2 separate regions of the Mus musculus genome follow, and region 2 is linked to region 1. The links are chromatin contacts, called in public HiChIP or PLAC-seq maps. All regions are on one chromosome and are shown on one strand. Each heading gives the region's core, a stretch centred on a gene start, on an enhancer-like site or on the middle of the called end of the contact. The rest is flanking DNA. Distances are from core to core; before and after follow the strand shown. Region 1 has its middle 8.6 kb from the start of Gm32471. Region 2 has its middle 4.6 kb from the start of Gm32803.

Region 1 (5,620 bases), core at 1,700-4,199:
CCTATGTTAAACCCTTCTGTCCTATTTGTCATAACTGCCATTTTGAGAGAACTATCTTTACATGTTTCAGAATGTAGAAGGACAGGCTTGACAATGGACATTAAAAATGGGCACTGTAATGAAGTGATGAGAGATAAGTTGGGTGTGTGTGTGTTTTTGTGTCTGCATGTGTATGCATGGATGTGTGTACATATGTTAGTACACATCTGTGTGTGTGTTAGTAGATATTGAACCTAATGTCTTACACATGCTTGGCAAGGACTCTGGCACTGAATTCTGTCTTAAGGCCATAGAAGAATATGATGTTGTGGTGAAATGAGTCTAAAATTCACTTGAGACAATAGGCAGGTGACATGGAGACTCAAGAGGTGAGGGAGTAAAAGCCTTGCAGAAATGTTCAGTATATCAGAAACTGTTGTAGTAAATATTATTTTGGAGTTGCTATCCCTCCTAGACCATATAGTTACCAAATAAAAGACCTTTGTGTTTAAATTTATGTTTATGTTTATAATAAGCCTTACAGCACTAGAGCTAGGCAGATATGCTACTTTGTCTACCTCCCTGTCAGTAACCCCGAGATATCACTTACTGGGTGGCTCCCACTCCATGCATTCACGATCCACCCAGCCCATGGCACCTTCTTCCTTCTTCTTCCTCCCACTCTTCCTCATGATCCCAGCCTGAGACCCCAAGCTTGGGAACCTTTGCTCACTCACTCTCCTCTGCCCAGCCTAGGCTGTAGGTACTTTTATTAACCAATCAGGGATAACTTTATACAACAAGAGCTGGTATTCATGAGGATCTCCTTGTCCTTGAGAATCTCCTCATCAGGGGGCAATCGGATCTTGGGGTACAGAATTCAGCATATGAATATAAGCAGCATCAGACACATTTCTTACAAGGAACCTTAGGAAAAAAAATATAAAGAGATAAATTGTGCCCTCTGGGGATTTTCTTGTTTGATAAAAGATCTCATCATGTAGTGTTTGTCTCTAGACCAGGCTGGCTTCAGACTCACAGAGACCCACCTACTTCTGCCTCCGCCTCCGCCTCCGCCTCCGCCTCCACCTCCGCCTCCGCCTCCGCCTCCGCCTCCCAGGAGCTGGGATTAAACATTTGTGCTACCTCTCCCAGTTTGCTGTTTGTCTGATTGTTCATATTTTCCTTGTTGCTGTTGTCTTCTGGGGATCTCGAAGTGTACTTTAGGAGATGGAACATGCAGATGGGAATGTGTAGAATAAGGCTAGAGCCAATGCAACAACATATGGGCAATTGAAGTTCATTACATACCATCTTCTTTGTCCTCTAATTCTGGATCTTCCTCCATGGCTTTGAGTGTTGTTCACTAATATCCACAGGCCTTGAGCCACGTTTTAGCTGTTAAGACCACAGATGATGTGCAGTTAAAGCCTGCAATGTGCTAGTGTTACTCTCAATGAACTACCTGTGATCTACTGGTTCTTCCTCAACTATATACAGTTCACAATTTCGTCCCTAAACTGGTCATTCATTTTTTGTTTGTTTGTTTGTTTGTTTTGTTTTTTCGAGACAGGGTTTCTCTGTATAGCCCTGGCTGTCCTGGAACTCACTTTGTAGACCAGGCTGGCCTCGAACTCAGAAATCCACCTGCCTCTGCCTCCCGAGTGCTGGGATTAAAGGCGTGCGCCACCACGCCCGGCTGGTCATTCATTTTTTTTAAGGTTTAATCAGCCAATCAACACTGTGAAGTAAGCTGCACCTTGTCTGGGCAGAACGTCAGAGCTGGCCCTGGTGAAGGGGGCACAGGTAACCTGGCCAGAGGGTGAGAGCAAGGCAGAGCTAGCTGATCCTACCACTTGTCTGCCATGAGGTAGTGTGGGCACCCTCTCATCCCTTGGCACCTGAAGCCCTGAGATCATGAGAGTGGGAGAGCTGTCCATGCCCCTCACTGACTGTAGCACTCGGGGAGAGTAGGCCCTGCCCCTCAACTGGGCAACACAGTGGAGCTGGCTCTTGAGGTGTGGGCACTGATAAGCCAGCTCCAAACATGTGAGGGTGGGAGATCTAACCCAGCCACTCCCAGGCTTAAAGCACTTGGGAGAGTGGGCCCCACACCTCCCCTGGGCAACACAGACTCTAAAGGTATGGGTGAGGGTGAGCCAGTCCCAAGGGCATGAGAGCAGAAGAGTTGACCCTGCCTCCTGCTGGTAGTGGCATTGAACGGGTTAAATGGAACAGTGCTGCAGAGCTTACCCTAGTGATACAGATACAGGAGAGTTGAGTCCACAAGCTGATTAGCTCAGCTACCACCCAGGCTCAGAAACCAAGGATTTGAGATAGCTCACTCCAAAATCTACACCATCTGTGAACTGTTGGAGTGAGTGAAAGGGCTGGATCTGCTGATTCAAAACTGCAGGATCTCCATGACACAGGGCAACAACAGGATAACTGGAAGGAGTCTGGGTGAGAATCCAACATAGATGGTGTAACAGAAGCCAGAGACCTTGAACCTGATTAATGACTCATTGCAATGAACATTTGCACGTGAAGGTATGTGGACAGAAGGATATCCTGTGGGACACACTATGACATACTACAGCTTCAACAATGAGATGTTTTCTATGGTTTGTTTTTGTTTTATTTTGTTTGTGTGTTTGTTATTTTCTTTTTTTGGGGGGGGGAGGTTGCAAAGGCAGAGGACAGATACGATGGGTTGAAGAGATGAGGGGGACTCTGGTGTGTGATGTGAAACTTGCAAGAAAAGTCAATAAAAAGTTTTAAAAAAATTCAATCTGCCAGTCAACATTGGGAAATGAGCTGTAGTGTGTACAAACAGTGGGGAACACAACAGAACAACAGTAATAAAGGAGGAAGTTGTGACTTCCTCCCCAGACCTGACTATATGTATCACAGAGGCTGCCAGTCCCTGAGACCTCCTGACATGGGGATTCCCATCACCCGCAGCCAGCAGGCCTTGTCTCTACTTCACAGTACCGTCTCTGGCCACAATCAGGAACCACTTCCAAGCAAGGCCAATTACAAGTTCTCTTCTAAGCAACACTGTAACTTTATTTTTTTTCAAAGCCTACTTTTAATAATGGTTCTTAAATGTTTTAGCCCACCACCCACCAAAGGCAGTGAAAAAGAAAAGATCCAGAGGAAGTGAACCTGTTTAGAAATGGTTCTTTGGAGCAAATCCCAGCTGTGTTGTCCAGAAACCATCAGTTCAGTTCACAGGTCAGCAGCAGCAGCTTGATCGATTGGAAAACATTTCACAGGTATACCAGCAGTCCAGTTTGTTAGTGTCAGGATAGCAGCATCCATCGGAGATACGACCTTCCAGGAATAACCAGGCCTCAACTGAATCGGCAGGAGTCAGTCGGCAGGAGGAATTTGAACCAGCAGGAACACAGGGGAAGTGCCTCTCTCAGCAAAGATCAGAAAAGACAAGAGACCAACAAGCACTGAACAGCTAACTCTCCAAGCAAGCCTCTCTCGTAGTCTGGTGAGTCCTATTTGTACTCCCTCCAAACACCACATGTCCTCCATGGATCTTGCCTCCACATGTGAATCTGTCTCAGCTGACATCACTCTGCCAATCTGCCTGAGTCCGAGGAAGTGACAAGAAGCCAAAACATACCACCACAGGGTTTTTTGCTGCATCCCAACAAAAGGAGCTCAACTACACAACGTAAGGTGGACCATTACATTCATGTCGTTAGCGAAGAATCCTTCATCACAAGTCCTTTCACATTCTTGCTTCAGCAAAACATCCTTTCACCTGTGTCTGCTTCAGTGAAATGTTCCTTCCTGAGTCCTTAATAGCCTTTCTTTCCCCTTCAGCAACATGTTCCTTTACATGTTTGCCCCAGCAAAACACCATCCAACACAACTGACTTTCCAAAGAACCCTTACGTTTCCACTTCACAACACCACCTGGTTCTCATTACTGAGAACTCCTACATTGTTAACAGGGTTCAACAGCAGATCTGTAAGTCCTTGTTCCTGAGGCCTTCAACACAGCCTTGATTTCTCCCCTTCCCATGACTTGGTTGTTTACCCAACTCTTTTCCCTCTGTAAATGCCCTTCTCTCCTTATTATTTGCCCAAACCAATCCTACTCAGTGACATGGATTGAAAAGAAAATTACATTATTCATAAACTGGTTTTGTTGAGCATGGGAACCATTTTAGGCATTTCAAGGAACACAGCATATGAAGGAGGCAGTGAAGACACTGAAACTCTTCCCTATATTTGGGCAGACATAATTAAGGAATCCTTGGTTTTATAAAAAAAAAAAAAAAAAGGTTCAAACAACAGTGTACACATTGGAGGTGATTTTGGTGGTGGTGGGGGACCCAGTGAGTGCCACAGAAAGCAGATTAACTGAGGTGAGAAAAGCTGAACTGAAGAGAAAGCTGGTTCCTTCTCAGTGCATCAAGATAACTAAAGATAACAGCAACTGTGCCAGGAGTCTCCCCTGTGGACATAAAATTAAAGTCAAGGTCTCACTGTGACCAAATTAGCCTAGCCTGAGGTCACTAAAACTCAAGTCCAGAAATTGGTACCCCAAGCTACCAAATAAGGCTCCCACTTACACTTCTCACTGGGTGCCATGTAGGGTTCTATACCATCAGGAAATTGTGGAGTCCCGGCCAGTGACACTGAGCTATAGGAAAAAGACCAAAGGAATTGAAGACCTAAGCAATGTATTAGCCCTTCCAAAATTCTCTCTATTGTACCTTTCTCTCACCAACTACAAGAAACAACAGTATAACCTGCCAGGATCCCCCTACTCAGCTAGACGCACTGTATGGTCAGTGTTTGAACTTGATGTGGACTGAAGTGGGTCATTCAGAATTGACACAGAGAAGCAAGTTACACACAGGGCTGGCTGAGGAGTAAGTACTGTTAACATGGATGAATTGTGTTGGCACAGATTGTGAGAACGGAGTGTGTCGTTAGTGATTTGTTTTATTTACTAAATAACCCACCAGCTGATGGCTAGCAGATGGTTTCTCAGTCAAACTATTGAACGAATGAAACTCACTCAGCTCTGTGGACTCAGATGTGACTTAGTGGCATTACAGTAGCTGATGTGACTTGAATTATAGCCCATTGCATTTGTGGTTATATGTGGCCATGTCACATCATGCAAAATAGAAGCATCTTGGGCATGTGAAATGAGTGTGTGTGCGTGTGTGTGCCAGTAATATCCACTACACACAGTTGCTTGGAGCAACAGTGCCCACCTCTCCTAAGCACAACCCTCAAACTAGCATGGGCCCTTGAGGTCTTTATCTTATATGAACTGGATCTTATATGAACTCGTACATACCACCCTCCCCACTCAGGCTACAGCAATGCTGGATGCAGTGGTCAATCAATGAGTGGGCAAATGAAGCAGTCTGCCCTGAGTGCAGGCAAAGAGAAAGTCTGTAGAGCTTTTAAAACCAAGAATATAACCAGCTAGAAGCCAGTCTGCTTTTTATTATCCCCATGTGCCAGCAGTTGCAAACAATGTCAGTCAGTGACAAAGCATTCCATGAAAATAACATCTGTGGGTCTCCACTGTAAACAGTCGCTGTGTCACTGTTGGGATTTAATACTACGCATGGAAGCTCCGAAGTAACACAGCCTT
Region 2 (5,620 bases), core at 851-3,350, 890 kb after region 1:
AGAGCTCAGCGGTGGAGCTTGCCCAGGAGTTTGCAAGGCCTCAAGTTTGATCTCTGGCCCCACCAAAAGAATAAATGAAAGTCTGTATCTATGTGAGCCCTTTCCCTGGGGTTTCAGGATTCCAAGTGCTGTGTGACCTAAGTTTTAGCTTTTCCTTTGTATCAAGGTTGATGGAACAGTATCTGTCTCACCTGGGATGGTGGTATCTGCTTCTCAACGCAGCTTTGGTTGAGACGTAGGGCACAAGTTTACCCCCAGCACACCAAGGGCTCTACCCAGCATTGTCTGGTATGGGCTATCTGGTATACCTCCCTCCATTCCTGCTATGATAATGGAATGGAATTACAGATTGTTATAAGCCACCATGTGGGTGCTGGGAAAAAAACCCAGGTCCTCTAAAAAGCACCCAGTGTTCCTAGTGCTCTCCCCAGCCCCTTGAGGCCCAATGTCCTCGGGGTTGCTTCTCTAGTCTTGATCCACCATGTCCGTGCCTCTTGTTTGATTTGGAGTCACACTTTCCCTGAACTCATGCTTTTTATAATCCCATGTTTTTATACAGTCTAAGAAACAAACATCTGGCTTCTACTGGATTCGTGTGTGTGTGTGTGTGTGTGTGTGCGTGTGTGTGTGTGTGTGTGTGTGCTCGTGCATGCACACACGTGTACACACAGGGTAGGTGGGGGTTGTTTTAAATGCACATGTGCAAGCCAGAGAACTCTTAGGAATCCATCCTCCGGAAAGCCATCTACCTACTTTAAAACAAAGTCTCTACGTTACCCGGAGCTCCTTAAGTAAGTTAGTCTGCTGGCCAGCCAGACTCAGGCCTCCCCTCCCCTCCCTGGAGCAGGACATTAAGTGCACATTAACAACCAGTGTTTCCACCCAGGTTCTGAGGACCAAACTCAGGTCTTTATACTTACAGGGCAAGAGTTTTACCAAACGAGCCGCCCTGCCCCTGTCATTCCACCATTTGAGTTGCGCTTTCCCATCTGTTTTCTCTCGTCTACCCATTACACACCCGTTATCAGATAATGCAGGTGGCTTCTGTTCTCAGCTCTTTCAAAATCCTCTTAAGAAGGGAAAGCCAGGGAACCCCTGAGTCTCTCTGCACCCCTGGGAGCCCCACCTTGCATCCACCCTGTCTCTAGGAGGGCTCTAAGTTCTCCTTTCTGTGAAATTCCCCCAAGTCTTACAGAAATCCTGTAACGACAAGTGAATAAATTAGCAAACAAATAAGACAGCCTGGATAAAAGTCGGAGGATTCCACCACTCAATATAAAATAAGACCACAGAAATGAAGGCATACTGAGACCAAGGCTGAGTGCTGAGGTTTGTTTTTCTCTCAAGAGAGACCAGGCTGTTACCAATGGTTAAGGCATCGGAGCCAAGGGGCAAGGGACCATGACCTCTAGCTGAGCCTCAGCTCAGTACAGCAGATTTATGACTGTGGGCACAGACACAACCTTTTTCCCCATTACAAAGATGCATTCTGTGGGGTGGCTAAAAGTCCACAAAACCGTTTCATCGTTTATGGTTACGAAGCAGCATAAGCTACTCCTTAATAGATTATCCTGATTTCCCAAACAAACACCAGAAAAATGGGACTTAGGTCTATTGTAGATCCTAGTTTGGAATCAGTAGGGAGCCCCAATAGTATTTGACATTGTGACCTCATGTAGAAGCCACTTGTGCATCTCTGAGCCTCATCAAAAAGAACTAGCAATACAGAAAGTCCCCGGATAAGGGGTCCAATCCTAAAACTACCACCACCGAGAGCTGTCATCTGTCCCTCTCCATGGTCATGGGGCAGTATCCTGTGCCAGCTCCTGCCAAGTGTGTATTAGTAAGTTCTGAACTGTGTTAGCAGCTTCGTGGTTTTCTGTAGCCTTTTGCAGCCTAGAAAACAGTTTCCAGCAAGAAGCCCCTGCTGTTCGATCCATTACGTGTGAAAACAGATAAGCCTGCGCATGTCCGCTGGGGGCTGGCAAGGGGAGGGAACTTAAACAAGAGCTAATTTGGCCTGTGGGGACTAGCTGAGGAAGGGCAAGCTGCTCTGGCTGGGAGCGAGGGGCTGGCAGAGGAGTCTGCCGCATACCGTGGCCACTTAAGGCTGGAGCACATGAAGGTCTGTTGTCCGCGGTTTGAAGAACGTTCTGCAAAGGGCTGGTTTACAGAAGGGGAAATTTTGATCTCACAGCACAGATCCGGTTTCCTGAGAACCATCTGCTTGTTTTTCTCCTTCCCAAAGAGCCCACAATCTCTTGTGGGAAAAATTCAGAATGTTATTGGCTTTCCGAGGAGAGGGGATTGGAAATGCCAGATAAATAGAGACTGCAAGCGACAGGGTTTCATTGTGTTCCCCTCGGGCTGTTGGGGAGAGCCACATGGTGAAGCCGTGAGACTGTGGATAGAAATGCAGAAACAGAACTGTGGGCTGGGGACAAAGCAACAGGGGCTCTGCTGTTTAGCCAGACCACACTCACGTTCCCTGTCACGTGAGGGGCAGGCAGCATGGACCGCGTGTGTCTTGCAAAACTACATGAGGATCCAAGGAGAACAGGGATATATAAGAATCTTGGGACTCAGCCGGGCAGGTGCACTCGCGTCTGCTATGGAGATGTCACTTAAACCCAGCCAAAGCTAAGCTGTTCATCTGCCCACGTTTAAAGCAAATCTTAACTGAATTCTGTACTGGAATGCTTTTGTCTGCCTGTGGCAGGAACCCAGTTTAAAATGCCTCACTCAAACTAAGGACAAGAGCCTTTAATTCACCCAACCAATCAATTGATGGTGCTTTACTGAGAGCCTGCCTGGTGCCAGGAGGTGTTCTAGAAGTTTCTATATTCATTAGCAAAGAAGACGAGCCCACACGTTCTAAGGGTGCTGATGAGTGGGTATAGCCACACAGATGTAAATATGAGTCTGTCAGGTAATGGTAAGGTGTTCTAGAGAGACGAAGCAAAGCCAAGGGTTGGAGTGGCAAGAGGGTTCCATGTTAGGCAGACATGGTCTCAATGGCTCACCTGAAGCCTATGTGGCAAATGGGAGCCAGCCATACTGCCACTTGTGGGAGACCATGGCTGAGAGACAGAATGGCATGTGCAAAGGTCCTGAGGCAGGAGCTAAGAGGCCAGTGGGGATGGAGCGAGCTGACAGGATGCAGAATTAGGAGAGTTGCTCAGAGGGGAGCAGCCAGGTGCTGAGGATTGGGGTACTGCTCTTGCAGTGTCTTTAGGGTTCTGAGGAGAGTAGCTGTCTCCTGTGACTTCAGGTTTTCAAGCCTGACTTGGCAGAGGCAGAGAGACCCCTATGCAGGTTACTATGGGGTTTGAGTGGGAGGATTAGGAGGGTGAGGTCAGATGTAGGGAGAGCTTGGGGTCAGAGGTGGTGCTGGCCTGATTAGCCTGTGGATGAGATGCAGGGGTGGGGCTCAAGCATGACATGAGTGGAGGCGGTAAGATCAAAGCTCTGTTCTCCCGTGTCTATTGGTATTCTACTCTGACTTCATTTTCAGCTCTTCACATATGGTGCTAAAGATGTCTACTGTCAGCTCAGACCTGTCTGGAAGTTCTCTCAGAAGACTAATGCGACCTGAAGTTCCTGGGGAGGGTAGAGTGGGGCAGCCACACCTGTGTAACGGATTCTATATGGCTGATAAATTGACTAGAAGCCCGAGATTGTGGTGAGTTGCAATGTTACAGATCCAGGACTAATTTATATTGGGCTATCTTCAGTCCATTTAATAGTTATTCAGTGCTCACCTCTGGCCTCACATCCTTCGACTATTGGTGACACAGGTTGGAATGAATTAATAGTTTGCTAGCATATACCAGCCCAAAAGATAAGAATGACCTCAGACAACATCTGAAACCTAGAACAGAGACGTACTTGTTTTGTTAGAATATGCCTTGAACTTCCACCAGTGTGTTCAACATTGACCTATGGCTTGTTGTTGTTGTTGTTGTTTTTTTGGTAACTATGAAACCATTTCCATTCATTAGAACACACTGTCCAAGACTGTCTGATTGAATCCATGTCCCAAGGCCATGGTCACCAATATTAGATATTAGACTGGCAAATTATCTTTTATTCCTTCTGAGGTGAGAGCTGTTTTATGTTTACAAAATAGAAGCTTTTTGTTCTAGATGTCCGCAATAATGCCCTCTTGAGTGGGGTTGGCCCGAATCTGTCACATGCTCACCCTGGCCCAAGGAGGATAGTTTGAGGATAGAACCCTGCTGACTATATTCTGTCTGATCCTCACCTGTGGTTCCTAGATTACAGACAAAGTCAGCTTCCCTAAGGCTAGGTGACAGGGGTGGCGAGTGGGTTTGGCGGGTGGGAGGGAGGCAGAGATAATGAGGAGAGAAACCAGAGGTGTCAATCGAGGGAGGAGGATGAATGGCCACCCCATGCTCATGTTGGCCTGGGGTGTTTAATGGGGATGTCCAATGTGGTGTCAACTGATGGTTGTCACACATGGGGGTTGAAGGAAGAGTGGGGATGGGAGTACGGATGTTTGTAGAATAACAGGTAGCCAGGCTAATAGCCATGGGGACTATGGAATCCAAAACTCATTTATGTTGCAAAAGAGTAAGGAGGGGGATTAAATTTTGGATAGGTAAAAGAGATACACAAGTAGCCATGGGGTCACAACAGAAGAAGATAGGAGCCAAATGAGGGGACGGGCAAAATACACAGGGGTGCTGGGGTTGTGGTGGCTTGAGTCACAGATGGCAAAATGGCCAGCATTCAGATGGATGCTCAGACCTGCTACCAACAAACGGGAAGTTGAGTGACCTCGTCACTGCCGATGAACACCTAATTATCTACCAGGCAGAGCCCGCTGGGCATCTAGATCTTTCTGTCATTAGTTTCACCCCAGTCTGTGCACAGCAGCTGAAAGGAAGCCATCAGACAGGCAGCCTCCTTTCTTCCTCCTTGCCCCAGGCTCAGCTTTCCATCCAGGCAGTAAACCGGAAGGAGTCGCCTGCCTGCCCCTGCCGCAGAGGGACTGGAGGGACCTGAAGCCCCTGGGAGGGACTAGAGGGACTCAGAGGAGTCGCCTGCCCCTGCTACAGAGGGACTTGGAGCACTTTGTTTGACTCTAGACTGGGGCTGGGTGTTTTTTGGGCAAGTAGGGACCCACACATAATTAAAATTCAGTCGGGGACTTTTTCTAAATGAGAAGCAAAATACAATCAACATGATCTCCCTGAAGACTGAAGGAGATCTGGAGGGAAAGAAATAACATTTGTGTCTGCAAAGAGAAAGGGAGAAAAACAGGGAATGTAGCGCCAGTTAAAGCAAAGATACGGAAGGGGAAAATAGGAATTAGATCATGCCAGCAATGCAATTAAGGAGAATAAGATGCGCTTTTACAAATATCAGGGGGAAAGGGAGATTATAGAGAGGAAATAAGAGTTAATAAATGCACAGGACCATGAAATGAACGGTGACCACAAACGGCTGAAATGCCCAATTCCACTCTTTGGTGGCCTTTAACTAGGAAAACAAAGGGAAGAAATGGAGCAATTAAAAACTAAGCACAACTTGAGGGAAGTGGCGTAGACACCAGGAGGACAAGCTAGCTAGCTGCTTTGATTCTCAAGCATTCCAG

The links. HiChIP or PLAC-seq counts read pairs in DNA pulled down with a chosen protein or histone mark.
Region 2: a contact with region 1 is called in an H3K27ac HiChIP or PLAC-seq map of thymic regulatory T cells, with 5 times the contacts expected there. The contact joins two enhancer-like sites. A contact is called at or near these places in 1 of 39 promoter capture datasets (liver) and 2 of 115 datasets of contacts at active chromatin or transcription factors (large pre-B cells and thymic regulatory T cells).

What each region holds. Positions count from the first base shown.
Region 1 is chr3:100,406,557-100,412,176 of GRCm38.p6, forward strand. No RefSeq gene overlaps it. Among named protein-coding and RNA genes, the nearest start is that of Gm32471, 8.6 kb to the right of the region's middle. Within about 2 kb of position 2,950, at least 26 of the 459 cell types and tissues checked have an H3K27ac peak or open chromatin away from gene starts, as enhancers often do. A contact at or near this core is called in thymic regulatory T cells, where this site is marked.
Region 2 is chr3:101,298,386-101,304,005 of GRCm38.p6, forward strand. No RefSeq gene overlaps it. Among named protein-coding and RNA genes, the nearest start is that of Gm32803, 4.6 kb to the left of the region's middle. Within about 2 kb of position 2,101, at least 80 of the 459 cell types and tissues checked have an H3K27ac peak or open chromatin away from gene starts, as enhancers often do. A contact at or near this core is called in thymic regulatory T cells, where this site is marked.